Regions from separate parts of the Zea mays genome. Here region 1 is linked to region 2. A link is a contact called in public Hi-C data. All regions are on one chromosome and are shown on one strand. The core of a region is the stretch at or near the end of the contact, and the rest is flanking DNA. Distances in the headings are between cores, read along the strand shown. Region 1 has its middle 110 kb from the start of LOC100272320. Region 2 holds the start of LOC541638 (response regulator 9).

What was found. Hi-C and Micro-C count contacts between places; a contact is called where the count stands out from the background.
Region 1: a contact with region 2 is called in a Hi-C map of leaf, with 4 times the contacts expected there. The contact joins the enhancer-like site here to the promoter of LOC541638 in region 2. A contact is called at or near these places in 9 of 25 Hi-C or Micro-C datasets (bundle sheath, ear, endosperm and 2 more) and 1 of 3 datasets of contacts at active chromatin or transcription factors (leaf).

What each region holds. Positions count from the first base shown.
Region 1 is chr5:95,554,647-95,559,500 of Zm-B73-REFERENCE-NAM-5.0, reverse strand. No RefSeq gene overlaps it. Among protein-coding and RNA genes, the nearest start is that of LOC100272320, 110 kb to the left of the region's middle. Within about 2 kb of position 3,495, at least 17 of the 20 cell types and tissues checked have an H3K27ac peak or open chromatin away from gene starts, as enhancers often do. A contact at or near this core is called in bundle sheath, ear, endosperm and 2 more, where this site is marked.
Region 2 is chr5:95,347,524-95,352,412 of Zm-B73-REFERENCE-NAM-5.0, reverse strand. It overlaps LOC541638 (response regulator 9), which reads left to right and starts at 3,488. Exons shown (of 6, transcript NM_001111393.1): 1 at 3,488-3,724; 2 at 4,360-4,512. The coding sequence starts at 3,571.

The DNA.
Region 1 (4,854 bases), core at 2,246-4,745, 210 kb before region 2:
ATATGGTGAAACCCTAGAGATCCAAACTGTGGTTAAAATTGAGTAAGAATGAACAAAAATCGACAAAAGAAACATAAACCAACCTTTCTTAACAACCTTCTTCCAATAAAATGAAGATCAAAACTTCCCCTTGTATTTTGTGAAATCTAGACCTCCAAAATCGCCTTCAATAAAAGTTGGCGTAGAGCTACAACTCTTGTGGGGAGGACGAAGAGGTATTTATAACACAGTTTATCGGCGGTTAGCTTAAGAAACTGCTAGTGAAAACTTATTTCCACTAGTGGTTAGTGTAACCGAACGGTCACGAAAATAGCACATTTTCACTGCGGTTTTTTAAGTCGGGTCCACCTGTTATTTTCGCTGGCGCACGGTAATTGAAACCGCCAGTGAAAATTCGTGTGCATCGAAGATTTTGAGCTCTTTTCTACTAGTGCAAATTTTCTTGTTTTTTGTTTAGTATATTTATACCGTATATATACGCACACGTCTACGTCGGAACAGTATTCTTGGGTTCTTCCTGTGCAACTTAGGGCATGTTCGGTTGTCTAGGATTAGACCCAGAATTATTCCACCTGATAAAATCTTATATAAAATTGGTAAACAATACAGGCAGGAATAGTTTCAGGCCACCGTTTCGGAGTAACCGAACAGACCCTTAGTATGCACGTACATGCAAAGCTAAACTGACAAATCTGCGCTCTCATTAAGACACTAAGTACACTTTTAGTAGTGTCATGGTTCCAGAGTCCAGACGTGGTAGTAATACTGTACGTGTTAAAAGCCAGGGATTCTAATAGTAGTAATACCCAACAGACCAATAACAACGTTGCGAGGACGGAGGAGCAGCTTTAATTTGGCGTCGCCAACGTGCGTGCGCCAGTGATCCATAGTGCCGGTTCCAATTATATGCTACTGCTGTGCCATGTGGCCACCTGGTACAGGCCCAAATAATTGTATCTTTGCTACTAAAAAGTGGTGCATGCATGGCAATTGGCAAGCGCACGATCACCTGGCTCTTGCATCGGACAACATGCGACGCCCAATTATGGCCGACCCGACCAGACCAACCGGATGGATGGAGATGAAGAGCTAGCCCACCTTGCATCATTGGCAAAATGAAGAGCAGGCAACAGCCACTTGTATGAATGAATCTCACCAATCCTAACCGAGCAATACATTGTTAGACTATCTAGCAGACTCTTTATACCAATTCTTATCTCACTACCTATTTTAAACTTCATTCTACAAACAGTACTTTTGAAGTCGACCAAGAGATGGCAGTGTACCTTTTGAAGTTGACTAGGACCTGCATGGATAAACTAAACTTTTTATAAACTGTAATAGCTGTAGGGAGCCAGTTAATAGCTTTTTTACAAGTAGTTAGATATTTCAAAACGAGCTAGTAGTATAATTTGGGATGTTTGGATCAAAAGCTCTTTTTTAGCCGCTAGTAACTTACTTTAGTTGATGTAAACGTGGTCATATAAGGTTGTCTCCAGCAGCTTATCCATCATATCTTCAATTATATCTTTTATTTCAAACTTCACTCTGTAAACAATACAATTTACCGTACAAAACAGTTTTTTGTACGACCATATGTATGATCTGCTGAAGACAACCTAAGACCACCAATACATATATATTTCTATTTATGTAAATTATTTGAAGTGTAAAATGTTTTTTCTTGCCAAAAAAAAACATAAGTTCACTCGTGTTGTACTTGTATTATATACTAACTCCATTCTTAAATATTTGACGCTGCATAGTTCAATTTTAAACTAAAAAATGTCAAATAAAAAACAGAGGAAGGACAAATCATTCTATTTTTCTTAGTATCCATCTTGAAATTCTTAAATCATATCATAACTGATCAAATATAGGTTGTATAAATTCACACGCTATTTCTCAACTATGCATGTCACGTTCAAGTTTTAATTTCAATGCTATATATCAAAGGTAATTTAGGATAATAAGCAGCATATTTTAGCCTACTACTCCTTCGGTTGCAAAAATAAATCAATTTCTAGAATCACCTTAAGTTAGTTATCTTAAGTTGAATAGTTTTTTTTAGAAAATTGTAACAATATTTATGATGCTAAATAAAATATATTATAAAAGGAGTTTTTTTTTCTACTCTTAAGTGTAGCTACTTTTACTCTCATACGTGTATCTTAAGATTTATAATGTAAATGGGTTATTTAACCGTATGATTGGTTAGTTACATCGTCTCGTCGTGGATCATTGTGTGCATTGACTTTATTTGAGTGTTTGTTTGACCGTACGCCGCATGAGTGGATGCAAAACAAATAGTATGTGGCTATTACGAGCGTGGTTTGTACGAGCGTGGATGCAAAACAAATAGTACTCCCTTTAATGGCATCCGGCATTCCGGCTATACGCTCCCGTTTCCAGCCGGCCAGTACGAGCGTGGTTGTATATGCTCGCCGTAAGTGTATGTATACCGAGTAGATGATCATACTAGACTATGTGTGTCGAGTATGTAAGCATACATAGCATATAGTATGTGGCTATACTTATTTTAATGTGCTACTCTTACAGTATTATATAGCAATGCTCTAAAACAATATGTGCTCCATTATATATAGTAAGATTTAAAGTATCTCAAGATAAATATACTTAAATTGATAAATGAGTATACACCCATACACGAGATGGTTTACTGAAGTACCTATACCTAGGAATAAGTAAAATTTGTTCTTATATAAATATATTTTATGATGTATATGTACTAATTTGGTGTCATAGATATTATTGCTATTCCGTATAAATCTAATTGAAATTAACATAGTTTGACTTGTTATAATTTTGGAAAGTGATTTAGTTTGGTACTGGGGTAGTAGAGTATACTACCTCGGTTCACAAATATATGACATTATTGACTTCTTTAAAAAACTTTGACCACTCGTCTTATTCAAAATATTTATTTAAAAATGTAAAGTTTTAAGTCAAGCACAAACTATCTTAAATGATAAAACAAATCGCAATAAAATAAATAATAATTTATTATTTTTTAATAAGACGAGTGGCCAAAGTTTTTTAAAAAATCAATGGTGCCATATATTTATAGAAGTTTAAGCAAACCTGCCACAATATTATATATCTTGTTCGGACAGTGCTATACAGTGACACATTTCCTTTTATACGGTGTGCTCGAATGTTTTATATTTGGAAATTTGAATCTGTAAACTTTGACCGAGAATCAGTTGAACTACAGGCACGTCCAGCGCACCTACCTTGCATTTGATTATTTCATTGATCTTTTTTTAATAGGAAACCCGGTTGATGAATGCATCTGCAGTTATAAAAATTAGGAGCTTTTGCGGTTGTGTACGCGCAACAGTTCCAGCCCAATGGTTGGTGGTGGAAACGTTGGCGCGCGCGGCCGGCCGGACGGACATTCAGACGGAGAGGACAGACGAAGGAGGCGCGGTGATTGGTGAAGGGAGGAAAAGGCCACGCCTACGCGGGGCGGGACCCGCGCGCCAAAGTACACGCGGTGTTGAGTGCGGAATCTTCCCACGGGCGGAATCTACGCTGTCGCCTGTCGCTTACCGGAGCGGGACCCACCACTCTAGGTTTATAGTGTACACTAGACATTTGTGTATGATTTGTTACGGTTGTTATATATTAAAATATAACTATTATTTATTTCAAAAAATTAAGATATGTGTGCTCTAGTGGTTAGCCCCAAATTTTTGAAGTAGACGATCGTGTATTCGAGTGCTTCCTCTGTAATATTTTTTGCGCGGTGTTGTGGGTGGACCTAGAGTGTCAGTGTGGGTGAAGTTATGGTATCACTAGTACCCACATTATGTTCTTAATAGATCAGTATAGATTTGAGCCACCCGACTCGTATAAACCTGAAAAGGTTCGACACAATTGAATTTTAGGCCAACTCGGCTCGTAATTATTATAGGCCATGTCGGGCTTAGCCATAGACCCGTGGTCCGACACGTTATTGGTTAAGCATGAGGGGCTTATTTTAGACGGCCCAAAATTCAAATTCTGGATCGAAATTTACAGGGAGCCCAAAATTCATGTCAAGGCTCAAAATTCACATAAAAGCCCAAAATTTACAACAAAGCGTGCAGCTAACCAAATTGGAGCGGATGGTTTCCATGATTAGAAGCGAATGACCAAATGAATATGTGCCTTTCCATGCCTGTAAATGGATTATTTCGTGCCTCCGTAAACGGACTATGCTCATACCCGCCCCGTGGGTCGCGACCTCGTCTCAAGCACGACCCGATGCATAAGTTCGGGTTAGCCCAGCCCAAAATTATTTTGGGTTGTGTCGTGCTTTTTTCGTGCTTCTGACCAGCCCACCAGACCCGACCCAAATGTACATCTCTACCCACCACCACTCTCGCACTGCATGTTTAGGGTCTGATTGGTTCTACTTTTGAAACCTGCTTCTGCTTTAGAAAAATAAAAGCTGAACAAAGGGGTTCAATTTTTCTATAGTTACTTTGAAAAAAGTTGTTTTCTGTAGTATAAATTTAAAAGCAGCTTAGACCCTTCTTTTGCTACTTATTGAAGTTTATTATATTAATAAACACACACAATAAATTAAAACTAAGATAGGATTAAAATAATTACGTGTTATAATAAATGAAATAAAAATATTTTTAAAATCATTACAAATGGAATTAAAAACTGATTTATTTTTAAAAATATCAGCAATACAAATGTGAAATCACCATTTTAATTAGATAACAGTTTTAACCAAATGACTTTTAACTTTTTTCTCACGGCAGTTTTTTCGCAGCAGGCAGCTCACAATAGCTTTTCTACAGCTTACAACTAAAACAAACACACCCTTAGACTGTCTGC
Region 2 (4,889 bases), core at 2,239-4,738:
ACCTTGTTTACGTTGCTTTCACTCCCGCGTTAGATCAACTTGCCCAGAAGAGCAAGTTCCAACACGCCCGTCGTTCTATTCTAGCTGGATAGAATGGAGATCAGCAGCACCAAACCAATCTTCCTCGTGCTGATGCTGGGAGCAAGAGGGCACAACGGGGGACACCTGCTTTCTCCATGCCACTTGTACCACGAGAGTGGCCCGGGTTCCCCAACCGCGTGGATCCATATCATCGCAAAAGATGAGAGGACAACAGATACATGGGCGCGATTAGAGCAACTCCAAAAGATTAGCTAAAAAGATTAGCCAAATTTACTGATTTAGCTACCCTCTAAAATAGATTTTAGAGAAAAAATATAGGCTAATCCAACAGACTCGGTAAACCTACGAATTGAATAGAGAGTGAAGCATGCTATCCAAAATTGGAGAGCGAAGATGAAGAAATAGAGAGCCACTAAATTTGAAGAGTCGTTTACAGAGTTTATTGGATACAATTTTTATTTTAATATTAGCTAAATTTACCTTTATAAAACCATATACCTAGTCTCTTGAAGTTGCTGTTAGATGTGACACTAGGCTACTTAGCGAGCGGTAGATTGCCTGCAGTGCCCACTACTGCATGCACATACATGATCAAGGTGTGGTCCATGTGCATGCAGCAGCAGCAAGAGCAAAGGAACACACAGCAGCAAGCGGTGGTGTGGGTGTTGTGGGGAGCTGTCTACCGATTGCCACTTTCTGTGCCACTGCCACACTACTACTACTACACTAGCCTTTGTTGAGGGCTTTTTTGTTTTTGTTTGCTGCTGCTGCTGGCATGTAGTAACAAGGTTAGCTGGATGGATATGTCCGGTTAGTGGGGTTCCTTAAAATATACCCTTTTTGGATCACCATCACACGTATATAGCGTAGGCCACTGCGGCTAGGCTAGGCGCGACTGGCCGTTTCGTGTTCATCTTAGCACACACCAAACGAAGGCACTTTCACCACCACGGACAAATCTGAATTATTCGCCCACCCGTGTAGTACAGCAACGACGCAAATCGTAGTAACACATAGCGCCCACACTTACTTTTTTTTAGTGGTAGAATTACATAGCTCTCTCTACTACTAGTACTTTTTTTTAGTACTCGCAAGGTTCTAGGTTCGCTTGCTACGTACCCCTAGCTAGCTAGCTAGTACTCCTAGTTGTTTAGGCCATTTGAATCTCAATAACCTAGTGGCTCTGTGATCCGTGCGTGCCCTTTGTTTTGCCCCTCGCATTCACATCCCGTATCCTACACCATTACAAGCTACACTTAATATTTTTTTAAAAAAACAATCTGCTAACACACCAGATTAATTGAGGAATCGTGAAGGGGCATCTGCGCTGCGGCCACGAGATTCTTCCGTCCGTGACGGCAAGCTGACGTGTTTGGTACCTCAGAATACTGCCAGGGAATACGTACGTATTATTAGAGAAATTGCCAGCGAATACTTATATTATAGTAGAAAACTGGCAGGGGAAAAAAAGGGTAGTTATTGGCACGGAAGTACAAAAAAACACAGGGTGTACTATATAGTATACTAAGCCAATGATGTTGTACTGGTGCCTCACGTACGTACTTTAAGCACCATGATGATGGTAATAAATATACGCACGGCTCAAGGACAGCGCTGCTCGCATATAATGAAAACCAGCAGCCACATGCCATGCGCATATTTTGTTGATTAAGCTAGCGCGTCTTGGAGCTGGACGGCAGATTAGCAAAAGCACGCGAGCGAGAGAGAACAAACGCACCCAATTCCGGGACGCAGAACCTTTAGCTTATTTCTATTTGTTAGGCTGTACGCAGTCGAAGACTGCGTGGCCTGCGCTATCCACTATAGCGTAAAACACCTTCTGCAGCGGAGACTGTATGGAGTGCGCTATTTTGCAGTGGCAGTGGAGGAGCGATATATCAAGCGTTGTACGGATGCAGTGCGCTATCCACTGTGCCGTGAGGTTGGCCAGCAAAAACGCGGTCACGTTTACATAGGAGAGAATTAAAAAATGATATAATACGTAGTAGTTGGTATAGGGTTGAGATATGGAGTAAATATGACTGCGGAGGTTTATGGTATAGAGTAGAGAACCTTGCTAAAAAGGATAGAATATTCTTTTTAGAGTAGAAATTTAGAGTTGTATGAGTGCAGATAGCCTTAGAAGGCGTTATTGCTTGCCCTGATCTAGGAGTTCCTGTTGAGCGAGCGACAAAAAAAGGAAAGGATGGATGATGTCTGCGTGTGTGTGTGAGAGAAAAACCCCCTCCCACTGCTAGTAGTAGATATTTCAAAAGCGAAGCGCTTTCCTTCCACGGAGCTAGAGGTTTATAGTAATTTCAAGTTAGAGGTCAGTAATATATATTTATATTTATATATATGTGGCAGTGGGTACGTGTGTGCGTGCGTGGACACCGGAGAGTTGTCGACGAATGGATCTGCGATCCGGCGGGAGCGGAAGCCCGGGCTAGCAGCTAGCTAATCCCAGAGACGACGCCGAGCTGTCGTGCATCGCTAATAATCAACCTTATCGCGAGCTTTGTTTAATCAAGCAAGCCCATAATTAAACCCAGCTCGGGCTGGCCAGGCCAGCTGCTCGACCCACGTCATCGCCAACCATCGCCGGAAAAGAAAATGCCCCCCGTCTTCTGCTGGTTACTTGTCTCCGGGTGGGTTGGGTAGATCCAACACCGCCGTAGCTATCTCGCTCACTAGTCTGCCGCCGCAACCGTCCGAGTCCCAGAGATAAATAAATATACTACTCGAGGAACCGGAGATAGATAAATATACAGAAAAAGCACAAGGGAAATATATGAGAATAATTAGGAATAAAAAGAGCCAGAGCCATATACGTTTTTTTAAAAAAAATAAAAAAAAACATCACATGGAATCAAAACAACAGCTGCTGTACTATGTACGTTGTCCACAAACGCAGAATGGCAAGAACCGAAAAGGCGACTCGGAACGAACCCTAAAAAGGACAGTGGCGCCCTGGCGCGCGTATACACGCGGAATGCACCACGGCAAGAAACAAAAAACGGCCCCCCCCACCCCAACCCCACCCCACCGATGGCACTGGCAGCACAGCAGCGGCGTATAGAGGCCTGAATAAACGGCAGGAAATATGAAAGCGTAATAAAAGGAAAACGAAAGGAGGCCGAAAAAAAGGTTACCATCTTTGCACTGCATGAGCTCCCTCCAATCCAATCTCCCGTTCACCTTCCTCTTCCCCTCTCTCTCACCTCCCTCCTATTATTATTGGGTTCTTCACCGTACCCCACACACACCCTTCTCCCCCAACCCCATCTCTCTCTCTCTGCCTGCGTTCTCCTGGTGCTGCTCTCGCTCTCCTCCCCTGCTTTGACCTCCCCGCCTTTCCCCGCCGTTTCTTGGATTTCTAGGATCCAGACAACCGCCCTTGTGAGCCTGCCTTCCTGCCTACTACCTGCGTACGTACAGGAGGGTCCTTGCTTGGGTGATCCGGGTGCCTGGTTTCTCGGTTCCGCGGCTTCCGCTGCTGTTGGATTCGCCGAGCCGGAGCCGCCGGAGATGACCGTCGACGAGCTGAAGCTGCAGGCGAGGGCCAGCGGCGGCCACGGCGCCAAGGACCAGTTCCCCGTCGGCATGCGCGTGCTCGCCGTCGACGACGACCCGACCTGCCTCAAGATCCTCGAGAACCTCTTGCTCCGCTGCCAGTACCATGGTATGCCACGCTCCTCTCGCTCCCCTCTCTCTCTCTCTTCCCCGTATGCTTGGTTCCCTACTCTTCTCATCGGATTGTACATACATCCTGCCGTTCTTTTTCACCTTTATTGTCCCCGATTCGGCTCTTCGGTTTGGTTTTATTTAGTTTCCGTTGTTCGCGTGTATCAACTATCAAGAAGTCTACGGAGATATTTGGGTTGCTGTTTTTGCATTTTTTTTCATCACATAAATAGCAACCCCGACTTTATGCCCCCACCCCCACTTCCTCCTCCTGTTGTTTTCGCCGTGAAATATTTTTTTGCCATGTAATGTCATGTCAGGCTCAGTTTCATCTTCTTTCTTCTGCAAATAATAATAATCGGGTTTGACTCTGCTGATCCGATTTTGTTTGGTTTTTTTTACCACGCGCTGGCACACGGCTATATTTAGAACAATCTTACCTTCCAAAGCTTTTCCAACCGCCAGCTGCGCGATTTCTGTAAACTTGTGTGTCCTGTCCATTTCCGATCTCCACCGCGGTCTGGCTTTGTTCAACGGAAAGAAAAAAATCGTTCTCGCTAACTTTCCTCGAAGTCGAGTGATTCCACATGTGTAATGTGTTCCTCCGGAGGGCTTTGACTTGTGATGCCGCAGTGACAACAACGGGACAGGCAGCCACGGCCTTGAAGCTGCTGAGGGAGAAGAAGGACCAGTTTGACCTTGTGATCAGCGACGTCCACATGCCGGACATGGACGGCTTCAAGCTCCTCGAGCTTGTGGGCCTCGAGATGGACCTCCCGGTCATTAGTAAGCCTTCGCTTGCCCACTCCTGTTCCTGCCTTTATTGCAGTTGCAGCAGGCCAATGATCTCAAAATTTTGGCATTGCTTGAAAAATCATCATTGTGGAATGAATATATCTTGTATGGTACCATCTGGTTACTTTGTTTTTTACCTCCATTAGACAGCTGAAAACCTCGCCCGATTTGTAAAGAAGTTTTCTTGTTCAATGAGGCATTGAATTTGGGAGGAATGGCAAGCCTCATGAAAACTTCTGTATGCCCTCCCTACACGTGACCACTAAAAGAAAGAGTTAGACAGGACAAAAGTCTGCAGGCATAATGAACGCCAATTAGTTTCCTACAGGAACTTCAATTATTTCTGCTGGTTCAGTGTACAATGTGCA